Regions from separate parts of the Sus scrofa genome. Here region 1 is linked to region 2. The links are chromatin contacts, called in public HiChIP or PLAC-seq maps. All regions are on one chromosome and are shown on one strand. The core of a region is the stretch at or near the end of the contact, and the rest is flanking DNA. Distances in the headings are between cores, read along the strand shown. Region 1 overlaps KDM7A (lysine-specific demethylase 7A). Region 2 has its middle 57 kb from the start of RAB19.

The links. HiChIP or PLAC-seq counts read pairs in DNA pulled down with a chosen protein or histone mark.
Region 1: a contact with region 2 is called in an H3K27ac HiChIP or PLAC-seq map of alveolar macrophages. The contact joins two enhancer-like sites. A contact is called at or near these places in 2 of 2 datasets of contacts at active chromatin or transcription factors (alveolar macrophages and skeletal muscle).

The regions. Positions count from the first base shown.
Region 1 is chr18:9,612,364-9,617,769 of Sscrofa11.1, reverse strand. It overlaps KDM7A (lysine-specific demethylase 7A), which reads right to left. Exons shown (of 20, transcript XM_003134614.4): 2 at 3,263-3,348. Among named protein-coding and RNA genes, the nearest start is that of KDM7A, 34 kb to the right of the region's middle. Within about 2 kb of position 2,024, at least 1 of the 83 cell types and tissues checked has an H3K27ac peak or open chromatin away from gene starts, as enhancers often do. A contact at or near this core is called in alveolar macrophages, where this site is marked.
Region 2 is chr18:9,445,731-9,451,126 of Sscrofa11.1, reverse strand. No RefSeq gene overlaps it. Among named protein-coding and RNA genes, the nearest start is that of RAB19, 57 kb to the right of the region's middle. Within about 2 kb of position 2,361, at least 2 of the 83 cell types and tissues checked have an H3K27ac peak or open chromatin away from gene starts, as enhancers often do. A contact at or near this core is called in alveolar macrophages, where this site is marked.

The sequences.
Region 1 (5,406 bases), core at 775-3,274, 170 kb before region 2:
ATGGGCAACCAATAAGCTGCCAATTACTCTTCCTTGCTATCAAACGTGCTAACTTGCAGGATGTTAGGAGAAAACTACAGCTGTCCTGATGGGCCAGCAGACTCATTAACATGTAACATCAACCACTGCAAGAGCTGACTGAATTTCTTAGAAGGAGGCCACTGAAAGAGTACTTTAACAGTGGTCAGAGGGCAAGGAGAGAAAATTTTGAGTCTGGATTGCATGTGCCTGAGGAGCACTGAGAATATGTGTTTAAGTATTAGGCTAGGCTGGCTGGTGTTTTGCCTTTTTTTTTTTTTTTTTTTTTTTGAGGGGGGGCTGTTTTTTTCATACTGGCCCTCGAGTGGACTTCTTACTAGTCGGGTTCGTAATCCACTGAGCCACACTAGGAACTCCTCAAATGGAGTTCTAAATTCCCATTAAGGGGGTAAAGTCAAAAATTCACCAAATTGATGAATATTACACTGTCTCAATGGTATCTGTAGTAAGGACTCCTGGGGAACTCTGAAAGAAACAGGAAACCCTTGATGGCAAGCAAGAAAGGCCTAAGAGCAGAGAGAAGGGGACCAAAAGGGATACCCAAATTAGGGATGAGGGTGAGCCTTAAGATAAAACAGATTTCTGGAATGGATCTTGGGCATTTTCCTCATGGGTACTTAGTGTAGGAATTTTACCCAGAAGACATCCGATGACTGATCTTATGTTATCCAAGGAGGAGAAGCACATGAAGGGGCAGGTAAGAGTCAAGCTTCTCTCTGAAGCATTGTTATTCAAAGTACAGGTCATGATCCATTATGGATTGTGAAATCAATTTAGTGAGCATAACGAGCTTTTAAAAAAATTAAATCAAATTTAAAAAAAAGAAAATAGAGTGCCTCACATGCAGTAGTGTTTTAAAAACTACATTATTCTGCCTCGCAGTAACCCATTTAACATTTCATAGAGATTAAATTCAAATTATTTCATTTGGGGGTTATTTAAATTCTAAATTGAAACTTACATTTTAGTTCTGTTTCCTTTCTTGATATAACAACCCAGATTATTTATTTCCTCCAAGAATTATACTTGGTCAGTAATTACTTCAAGTTATATACTACATACTTCAGTGCTACACAAAATAAGACACTTTAAAAACATTTATGACATGAATTAGTCAATTACGCATGTAACAGTTCTACCAATTTGCTAACCTCAAATTTTATAGTGTTAACCAACAAAAAAGATAATCTGTATTTTACGAAGAAATATTGTAATGCATTCATATACCTTAAACTATTAAATCTTTAAATTATTGTTAAATTATTAAATTTTTAAATTTTTTATTTTATAGTGGAGTATAGTTGATTTACAATGTTGTGTTACTTTCAGATGTAAAACAAAGTGTTTCGGTTATACATATACATATATCCATTCTTTTCCAGATTCTTTCCCATCTAGGTTATTAAAGAATACTGCGTAGAGTTCCCTGTGCTATATAGTAGGTCCTTGCTGATTAACTATTTTATATATAGTAGTGTGTTCATGTTAATTCCAAACTCCTAATTTATTCCTCCCTTTCCCCTTCAGTTACCATAATTTTGTTTTCTAAGTCTATGAGTCTGTTTCTGTTTCATAAATTAGTTCATTAATACCATTCTTTAAAATTCCACATAAGTGACGTTATATGATACTTGTTTCTCACTTACTTCACTTAGTGTTATAATCTCTTTAGTTTGAACACAAATATGCCAAAATGCAGTCTAAATTTTTAAGAAAAGAAAGTTATAATATAATCCAAAGCCTTTAAAATCTTTACTCTCACATACAATGACTATGAATATTCCAATCTATTCTTCTGAAGTATCTGTCAGAGGCTAAGGATAAATATCTCTTTATGGGTGTTGCTGGTTTGCTCCAGAGGATGCGTGAGCTTCCGTGCCCATGCCCTTGGCCCTCAGGAAGAAGAGTGCAGGCAGACACTTGGTCTGACCTCTGTCTTCCTGGGGACAGAGACCGTCCTACAGGGAAGTTGTTTCAGTCAGAGGACAGCTGGGTAGAACTGTAGGTCATACTCAACATTATGACCACGTCTGGATGACAAAAGTAGTACTCTAGCATACCAACGCCCTAGTTTTCTTCTAAAAGTATAATATGCACTAAAGTCTTATCCTGTACACTGTTCCAAATAATACTGAAATATTTTTGCTTCTTCTTCCAGCCTCACTGAGCTATAACTGACATACAGCACTGCACAAATTTAAGTTGTAGCGCATAATGATTTGCCTTACATATGTCATGAAATGATTACCATAAATTTAGAGAACATACATCATCTCATTATGAAATAAACAGGAAAAACATTTTTTTTCCTGTAATGAGAACGCTTAAGATCCACTTTCTTAACAGCTTTCACAGAGAACATGTATCATGCTGTACATCCCTAGTATTTATCTTATAACTGAAAATTTGTACCTTTTGACTACCTTCATCAAATCCCCTCCACCTCCCGCCTCTAGTAACCACAAATTTATTCTTTTTCTATGAATTTATTTGTCTTTGAAGCATAACTGACCATAATACTATGTTAGTTCCTACTATATAACATAGTGATTTAATATTTTTACACATTTTGAAATGATCACTACAATAGGTCTAGTTACCATTCTTTTTCGTTTTGCTTTTTTTAGGGCCTCACCCATGGCACATGGAAGTTCCCAGACTAGGGGTCTAATTGGGGCTGCAGCTGCCAGCCTATGCCACAGCCACAGTAACGCCAGATCCAAGCCACATCTGCAACTTACACCACAGCTCACAGCAATGCCGGATCCTTACTCCACTGAGAAAGGTCAGGGATCGAACCTGTGTCCTCACGGATACTAGTCAGGTTCATTACCACTGCACCACCAAGGGAACTCAACCATTCTTTAAAATATATGTGTGTGTGTGTGTATAAAGCAATACGACAGCTGAAATCAGTTTCCAGAATCAGAAAAATTTTACCTTATTGCACTTCTCAAATTGAAGGCTTTGAAAACATGTATTTGAGTTTGGGGGTTTTGCACACTGACAATTAAGAATGACAGTATTTTTTTCACTTAATGTTTTGATTTGTTAAATAAGTTATTTAACAATTCAAACAAAAACTGTACTCTCAATATCTGCAGAAAAATCTTCCTTATAGTTCTTGGTGGGTATAATATAACTAGTCAGAGTCTCATTAAAATATTGTCATGTACACATTAATTTCTAAACTTCAATTTCTATTTAAGCTCTTAGTACTTACTCAATGAGGAACCATGTAGAACTGCACAGTTGGGACAGTGATACAGGTCAATGTCAACAGCATGATGTTCTTCTACTCCAACACAGCTAAGAAAAAGAAAAATAAAAACAATACGTAAATAAGTGGAAAATCTTAACTATAATAGATCAGTTAGAATTTAAATGAAAAATGTACCACAACCTCATCAACAAATTTTGTAGAGTACAGAAACATAAGAATACATTTTATCCTTCCCTACATACTTGCTGAATAATTGTGTGTCGCATAACCTACCCAAATACATGGGAAGTGACTGACTAGGATAGACACATGCTGGACCACTAAGCAAGCTTTGGTAAATTTAAGAAAACTGAAACCAAAATCATATCAAGCACCTCAGTATGACCACAACATTATGAGGATAGACATCAACTACAAGAAAAAAAATGCAAAAATCACAAACATGTGGACGCTAAACAATATGCTAGTAAACAACCAAGGGATCACTGAAGAAATCAAAGAGAAAATCAAAAACTACCTAGAGACAAATGAAAATGAAACACATCAACCCAAAAACCTATGGGATGCAGAAAAAGTAGTTCGAGGAGGGAAGTTTATAGCAATATAAGCTTGGCTCAGGAAACAAGAAAAACCTCAAATAACCAACTTAATCTTACACCTAAAGCAACTACAGAAAGAAGAACAAACAAAACCCAAATTTAGGAGAAGGAAAGAAATCACAAAGATCAAAGCAGAAATGAATGAACCAGAGACTGAGAAAACAAGAGAAAAGATCAGTGAAACTAAAAGCTGGTTCTTTGAAAAGATAAACAAAATTGATAAACTGTAACCCAGACTCACCAAGAAAAAAGGGAGAGGGCCCAAATCAGTAAAATTAGAAATGAAAAAGAAGTTACAACCGATACCACACAAATACAAAGGATCATAAGAGACTATGAGAAGCGACTATATGCCAATAAAATGGACAACCTAGAAGAAATGGACAAATTCTTAGAAAGGTACAATCTTCCAAGACTGAGCCAGGAAGAAAGAGAAAATAAGAACAAGCCAATTATAAGAACTAAAACTGAACCTGCGATGTAAAAACTCCCAACAAACAAAAGCCCAGAACCAGATGGCTTCAGAGGCAAATTCAACCAAACATTTAGAGAAGAGGTAACACCTACCTTTTTTTTTTTTTTTTTTTTTTTTAGGGCCACACCCACAGCATATGGAGATTCCCAGGCTAGGGGTCATATCAGAGCTGTAGCTGCTGGCCTACGCCACAGCCACACAGCAATGCCAGATGCGAGTTGCATCTTCTACCCACACCACAGTTCCGGATCCTTAACCCACCGAGCAAGGCCAGGGACTGAACCTGCCTCCCCATGGATGGATTCGTTTTCTGAGCTGTGATGGGAATTCCAACACCTATCTTTCTAAAACTATTACAAAAAACGGCAAAGGAAGGAACACTTTCAAACTTATTCTCTGAGGTCACTATCAGCCTGATACCAAAATGAGACAAAGATGCCACCAAAAATAAAAGTACAGGCCAATACCACTGATGAACACAGACGCAAAAATCCTCCACAAAATGCTAACAAACTAAATCCAGTAATATATTTAAAGAATCCTACACCAAATCAAGTGGGATTTACCCCAGGAATGCAAGGATTTTTCAATCAAAACGAAAAGACAACCTATAAAATGGGAGAAAATATTCGCAAATGATGCAACTGACAAGGATTAATCTCCAAAATATATAAATAGCTCAAACAGCTCAATATTAAAAAAGTAATAACCCAATCCAAATATGAGCAGAAGACCTAAACACACATTTCTCCAAAGAACACATACAGATGGCTAACAGGTACATGAAAAAATGCTCAACATCACTCATTATTAGAGAAATGAAAATCAAAACTACAATGAAGTATCACCTCACTCTGGTTAGAATGGTCATCATCAAAAAATCTGCAAATAATAAATGCTGGACAGAGTGTAGAGAAAAACGAACCCTCCTACACTAGTGGTTGGAATGTAAATTAGTGCAGCCATTATGGAGATTAAAATGGAGCTTCTTTAAAAAACTAAAAATAGGAGGTCCCGTTGTGTCTCAGCAGTAATAAACCTGACTTGCATCCACGAGGTCTTGGGTTCGA
Region 2 (5,396 bases), core at 1,112-3,611:
CGTGGTGCAGCGGAAACAAATCCGATTAGGAACCATGAGGTTACCGGTTCGATCCCTGGCCTCATTCAGTGGGTTAAGGATCTGGTGTTGCTGTGGCTGTGGTGTAGGCTGGCAGCTGTAGCTCCAGTTTGACCCCTAGCCTGGCCTGGGAGCCTCCATATGTTGAGAGTGTGGCCCTAAAAAGGAAAAAAAAAAATACAGAAAATAAGATAATACAATGAATATAGGTGGCCTTCTGACAGATGGACGCCAAGTAGACAAACACATTGAAAACATTATGCCACGAAGCCAACCACAAAAGACTGAATAACCCCTCTCTATGAAATGTCCAGAACAGGCAAATCCATAGGCACAGAATGTAAATCGCTAGTTGCCAGGAGCTGAGGCGAGGAATGCAGAGTGGCTGTTGAGAGGTGTTGGGTCTTCCTGGGCAGGGGGTGACGACAATGTTCCAAAATTAGTGATAGAGGCAGAGCTCTGTGAACATCCCTAAAATCCACTGCACAGGTGTTTTTTTTTTTTCATTTTTTTCTTTTTAGAGCCACATCTGTGGCATATGGAAGTTCCCAGGCTAGGGGCTGAATCAGAGCTGCAGCTGCTGGCCTACAGCACAGCCACAGTGGTATAGGATCTGAGCCGATGCACGTCTGTGACATCAGATCCTTAACATACTCAGCAAGGCCAGGGATCAAACCTGCATCCTCGTGGATACTAGTCAGGTCTCAATCCGCTGGGCCACAATGGGAACTCCCACTGTACATTTTAAATGGGTGACTTGTATATGTGTAAATTATATCTCAATAAAGCTTTTAATTATTTATTTATTTACTTTGCATTTTAGGGCTGCACCTAAGGCATATGCAAGGTCCCAGGCTAGGGGTCAAATCAGAGCTGTAGCTGCTGGCCTACACCACAGCCACAGCAATGCAGGATCCAAGCTATGTCTGCAACCCACATCACAGCTCAGGACAATGCCAGATCCCTAACCAACTGAGCGAGGCCAGGGATCGAACCCGAATCCTCATTGATCCTAGTGGATCCTTACTATTTAGCCACCACGGGAAGGTTTTTTACTTTAATTCAGGAAGTTCCCGTGTGGAGTGGTGGGTTAATGATCTGGCGTTGCCACAGCTGTGGTGCAGGTTGCAAGTTCGATCCCTGGCCCAGGAACTTCCATATGCCACATGTGCAGCAAAAAAAAAAAAAAAAAAAAAAAAAAAGTGATGTTCAGATGTTCAGAACTTTCCCAAACGAGACATCTGTGGAAGGGAGGTGTCGCTCCTACTTACCCTCAAGGTCTCTGGTCTCCCAGATTTTCTAGCTAGAGATGAGGATTCATACAAGATCTCAACACTGACGCAGGAAACAAGACCCTTTTGATACCTGCGCAGAATAACACAAAAATACTGAGTAACAAGATTATTCTAAGAGCTGAGCATGGAGCAAGCTGGAGCAGGGCTGACTAGACGGGGGAACGCCAAAAATAAGGCCTTTGGAGAGAGGAAAGTGGCTTAGAAAACAACGTGAAAGATGAGTGAGAAAAGTAAGCGAGAAAGAACAGAAGGAATCAGGGAAGCCCAGAGCCTGAGGAAAGGAGAGAGGAAAAGACGTGTCAAGAAGCATCCTTGGGAGTTCCCGTCATGGCTTGGTAGTAATGAACCTGACAAGTATCCATGAGGATGCAGGTTCAGTCCCTGGCCTCACTCAGTGGGTTAAGGAGCCGGCATTGCTGTGAGCTGTAGTGCAGGTCCCCGACACACCTTGGATCCCACGTGGCTGTGGCTGTGGCGTAGGAGCGAAGCTGCCCGCTCGGATTCGACCCCTAGCTGGGAACTTCCATGTGCCGCGGGTGTGGCCCTAAAAAAAAAGACAAAAATAAATATCTTTAAGGCTGTGAGCCTGGGAGGATGAGGTTGCCACTGACGGTTAAAGACAAAGCACAAAATGTGAGAATTAGGGTACAGTGGAGACTCCCAGGCCAGTAATCAGAGAGAACCACTTAATGAATAAGGATCAAAATGTGTGCTGATGCCTAAGGTTACTCAGAAATGTTGCAAGCAGTGTATCAAAGAAAGACCACCAGGAAAGCTATGTGGGAAGTGGGTTTGCAGGGACTGGTGAGAAAATGAAATCTATTCCGCTGGGCTGCCAGCAGGGTATCGTGGTGATTGCCAGGCAATTGAAGATTGGAAAATGAGTAACAAATTGGGGCTAGAGAGAAAAATTTAGTAGACATTGGGATGTTTTAGAAACATATGAGAAAATGAACTTTGTAAAAGCAGAACTGGAGGAGTTCCCTGGTGGCTTAGTGCGTTAAGGATCCTGCGTTGTCATTGCTATGGCTCAGGTTCAATCCCTGGCTCTGTAACTTTCACATGCCATGGGTGTGGCCCAAAAATGAAAAAGAAAAAAAGAAGTAATGGAACTAGAACAGAGGAAATGAAACCTTCATTAAGTTCTACCTCCCACTTACCAGGACTTTATGAGAGGATTGTTCAAAATGATGAGAAGGTAGTTCTGACTTTCTTTCTTTTTTTTCCTTCTAGGTAAGAGCATCTTACAATAGTCCTGACTTCCTAGAGTTTCACAGATGGGAGATGACAAAGCTAAAAATAGAGTATGAACCAGAGTGTCTGGAACACAGAAGATGTTGCCTAGAGAGTTTTCTTAGAATTGAGGATTAGGAGGAAAAGGAGACGTCAGAATGGAGAGAAAGTAGAAAGTAGAATTCAAAGAGTAAGAAAGCAGTTAACAGCATCAAAAGTCAAGAATGGAGCCTGCCAGCTTTAATGAGAAAGCAATGGCTGGGAGTTCCCGTCATGGCTCAGTGATAATGAGCCTGACTAGTATCCATGAGGACACGGGTTTGATCCCTGGCCTCACTCAGGGGGTTAGAGGATCCGGCGTTGCCGTGAGCTGTGGTATAGGTCACAGCCAAGGCTCAGATATGGCATTGCTGTGGCTGTGGCATAGGCTGGCAGCTGCAGCTCTGATTCAAACCCTAGCTGGGAACTTCCACATGCTATGGATAGGGCCCTAAAAAGCAAGAAAGGAAGCAAGCAAGCAACCAATGCCTGGGGGAATAGCTTCAATAAAAATTTAACTTATCAGACACAACCTAGAATAGATTTATAAGGAGATCCTGCTGAATAGCATTGAGAACTATGTCTAGATACTCATGTCGCAACAGAAGAAAGGGTGGGGGAAAAAACTGTAACTGCAATGTATACATCTAAGGATGACCTGACCCCCTTGCTGTACAGTGGGAAAATAATAAAAAAAAAAAAATTTAAGAGGAGTTCCTATTGGGGCGCAGGGGAAACGAACACGACTAGGAACCATGAGGTTGCGGGTTCGATCCCTGGCCTCGCTCAATGGGTTAAGAATCTGGCATTGCCATGAGCTGTGGTGTAGGTCACAGACACGGCTCGGATCCTGCATTGCTGTGGCTGTGGTGTAGGCTGGCAGCTGTACCTCTGATTCATTCCCTAGCCTGGAAACCTTCACATGTCACAGGGGCGGCCCTAAAAAAAAAAAAAAGCAAAAAAAGTTAAAAATAAGAGTAAAAATTTAAGATAAGAAGCATAAAAAGCTGAAAATATTTAAAAAGCTAAAAAAATAAAAAATAAAAGTAAAATTTAAGAAGCATAAAGAGCTGAAAGGGAAGGATGGATGTTGTCTGCAAATACATCAAGCAACAACAGCCGTCTGTGTTGCTCTGGAAGGAGGATTCAGGACCAGTGGCAGCAAGTGCAAGCTCGTCACCCAGGAGGACACATTTGATAACACTTAGAGCCTCGCCAGGAGAGCACGGCCGGATGTGCGGGCGTGGGAGCGTATGTGGGTGCATGCGTGGGTAGACCATACGTTTGCAGACTTGATTACCATCCACAGGAAAAGGGATGGCTGAGGCTCAAAACCGAGAAGCCTGGAGAGAGAGCTGAAAGACCAGAGAGAAGCTAAAGGAGTGGAATTTATTTATTTTGGTCTTTTTGTCCTTTTAGGGCTGCACCCACGGTGTATGGAGGTTCCCCGGCTAGGGGTCTAATCAGAGCTGTAGCCATTGGCCTACACCATAGCTCATGGCAATGCCAGATCCTTAACCCAGTGAGCGAGACCAGGGATCGAACCCCAAACCTCACAGATCCTAGTCGGATTCGTTTCCACTGCGCCACGACAGGAACTCCCAAAAGGAGTGGAATTTAGAGTGAAGTGAAGGCTTCGATTCCCATGCAAAGCAGAGAATGGCCCAGTGGACAAACTCCAGATAATCGTCATGTCTCAGTAAAACAGGTGGGGCCATCACCAGTGGTGACAGCAGCAGGTCACAGATGTGGCTCAGATCCTGCACTGCTGTGGCTGTGGTGTAGGCTGGCAACTACAGCTCTGCTTTGACCCCTAGCCTGGGAACCTCCATATGCCACAGAAAGAGCCCTAAGAAGAAGGAGGAAAAAAAAACAGGTAAGACAGAGGCAGCTAAGCACCAAACAAATAATATTACTTTTGGTACAAAAAATAAAAATAAAAATAAAAAATAGAAAAGATGAGACAGTGGAGGGCTAGTGAGGCTGGCTGGGAAATGGTTTCCTGAACTAGATGGTGCTTGGCCAAGCCTTGAAGGAAAATTAAGATTCGGAAAGCAGAGAGTTAAAAAGGGTATTGCAGACAAGCGTGAATCAACACAGGAAGATAAGCTCTACAACATGAATATACTTAACGTTCTGGAGTTTCCGCTGTGGTGCAGTGGGTTAGGAATCCAGTGTTGTCTCTGCATCGGCTCAGGTCTATGCTGAGGCACGGGTTCGGCCAGGGAACTTCCACAGGCCAGCACAGGTGAGGCCAAAAAAACAAAGAAAAAAGAAATACTTAACACTATGTAACCATACACTTAAAATGGTTAGATGGTACATTTTATGTTATGTGTATTTTATCTCAATTAAACATTTCCTTTTTTTTTTGTCTTTGTCTTTTTAGGGCCGCACCGGAGGTTCGGAGGCTAGGGGTTGAATCAGAGCTGTAGCCACCAGCCTATGCCAGAGCCACAGCAATGCCAAATCCAAGCCACGTCTGCGACCTACATACACCACAGCTCACGGCAATGCCAGATCCTTAACCCACTGAGCAAGGCCAGGGATCGAACCCACAACTTCATGGTTCCTAGTTGGATTTGTTTCTGCTGCGCCACAATGGGAACTGCTCAATTAGGCATTTTTTTTTTTTAATTTAAAAAACAAACAAAAATCTTGGAGTTCCCATCGTGGCGCAGTGGTTAACGAATCCGACTAGGAACCATGAGGTTGCGGGTTCGGTCCCTGCCCTTGCTCAGTGGGTTAATGATCCGGCATTGCCGTGAGCTGTGGTGTAGGTTGCAGACGCAGCTTGGATCCCGCGTTGCT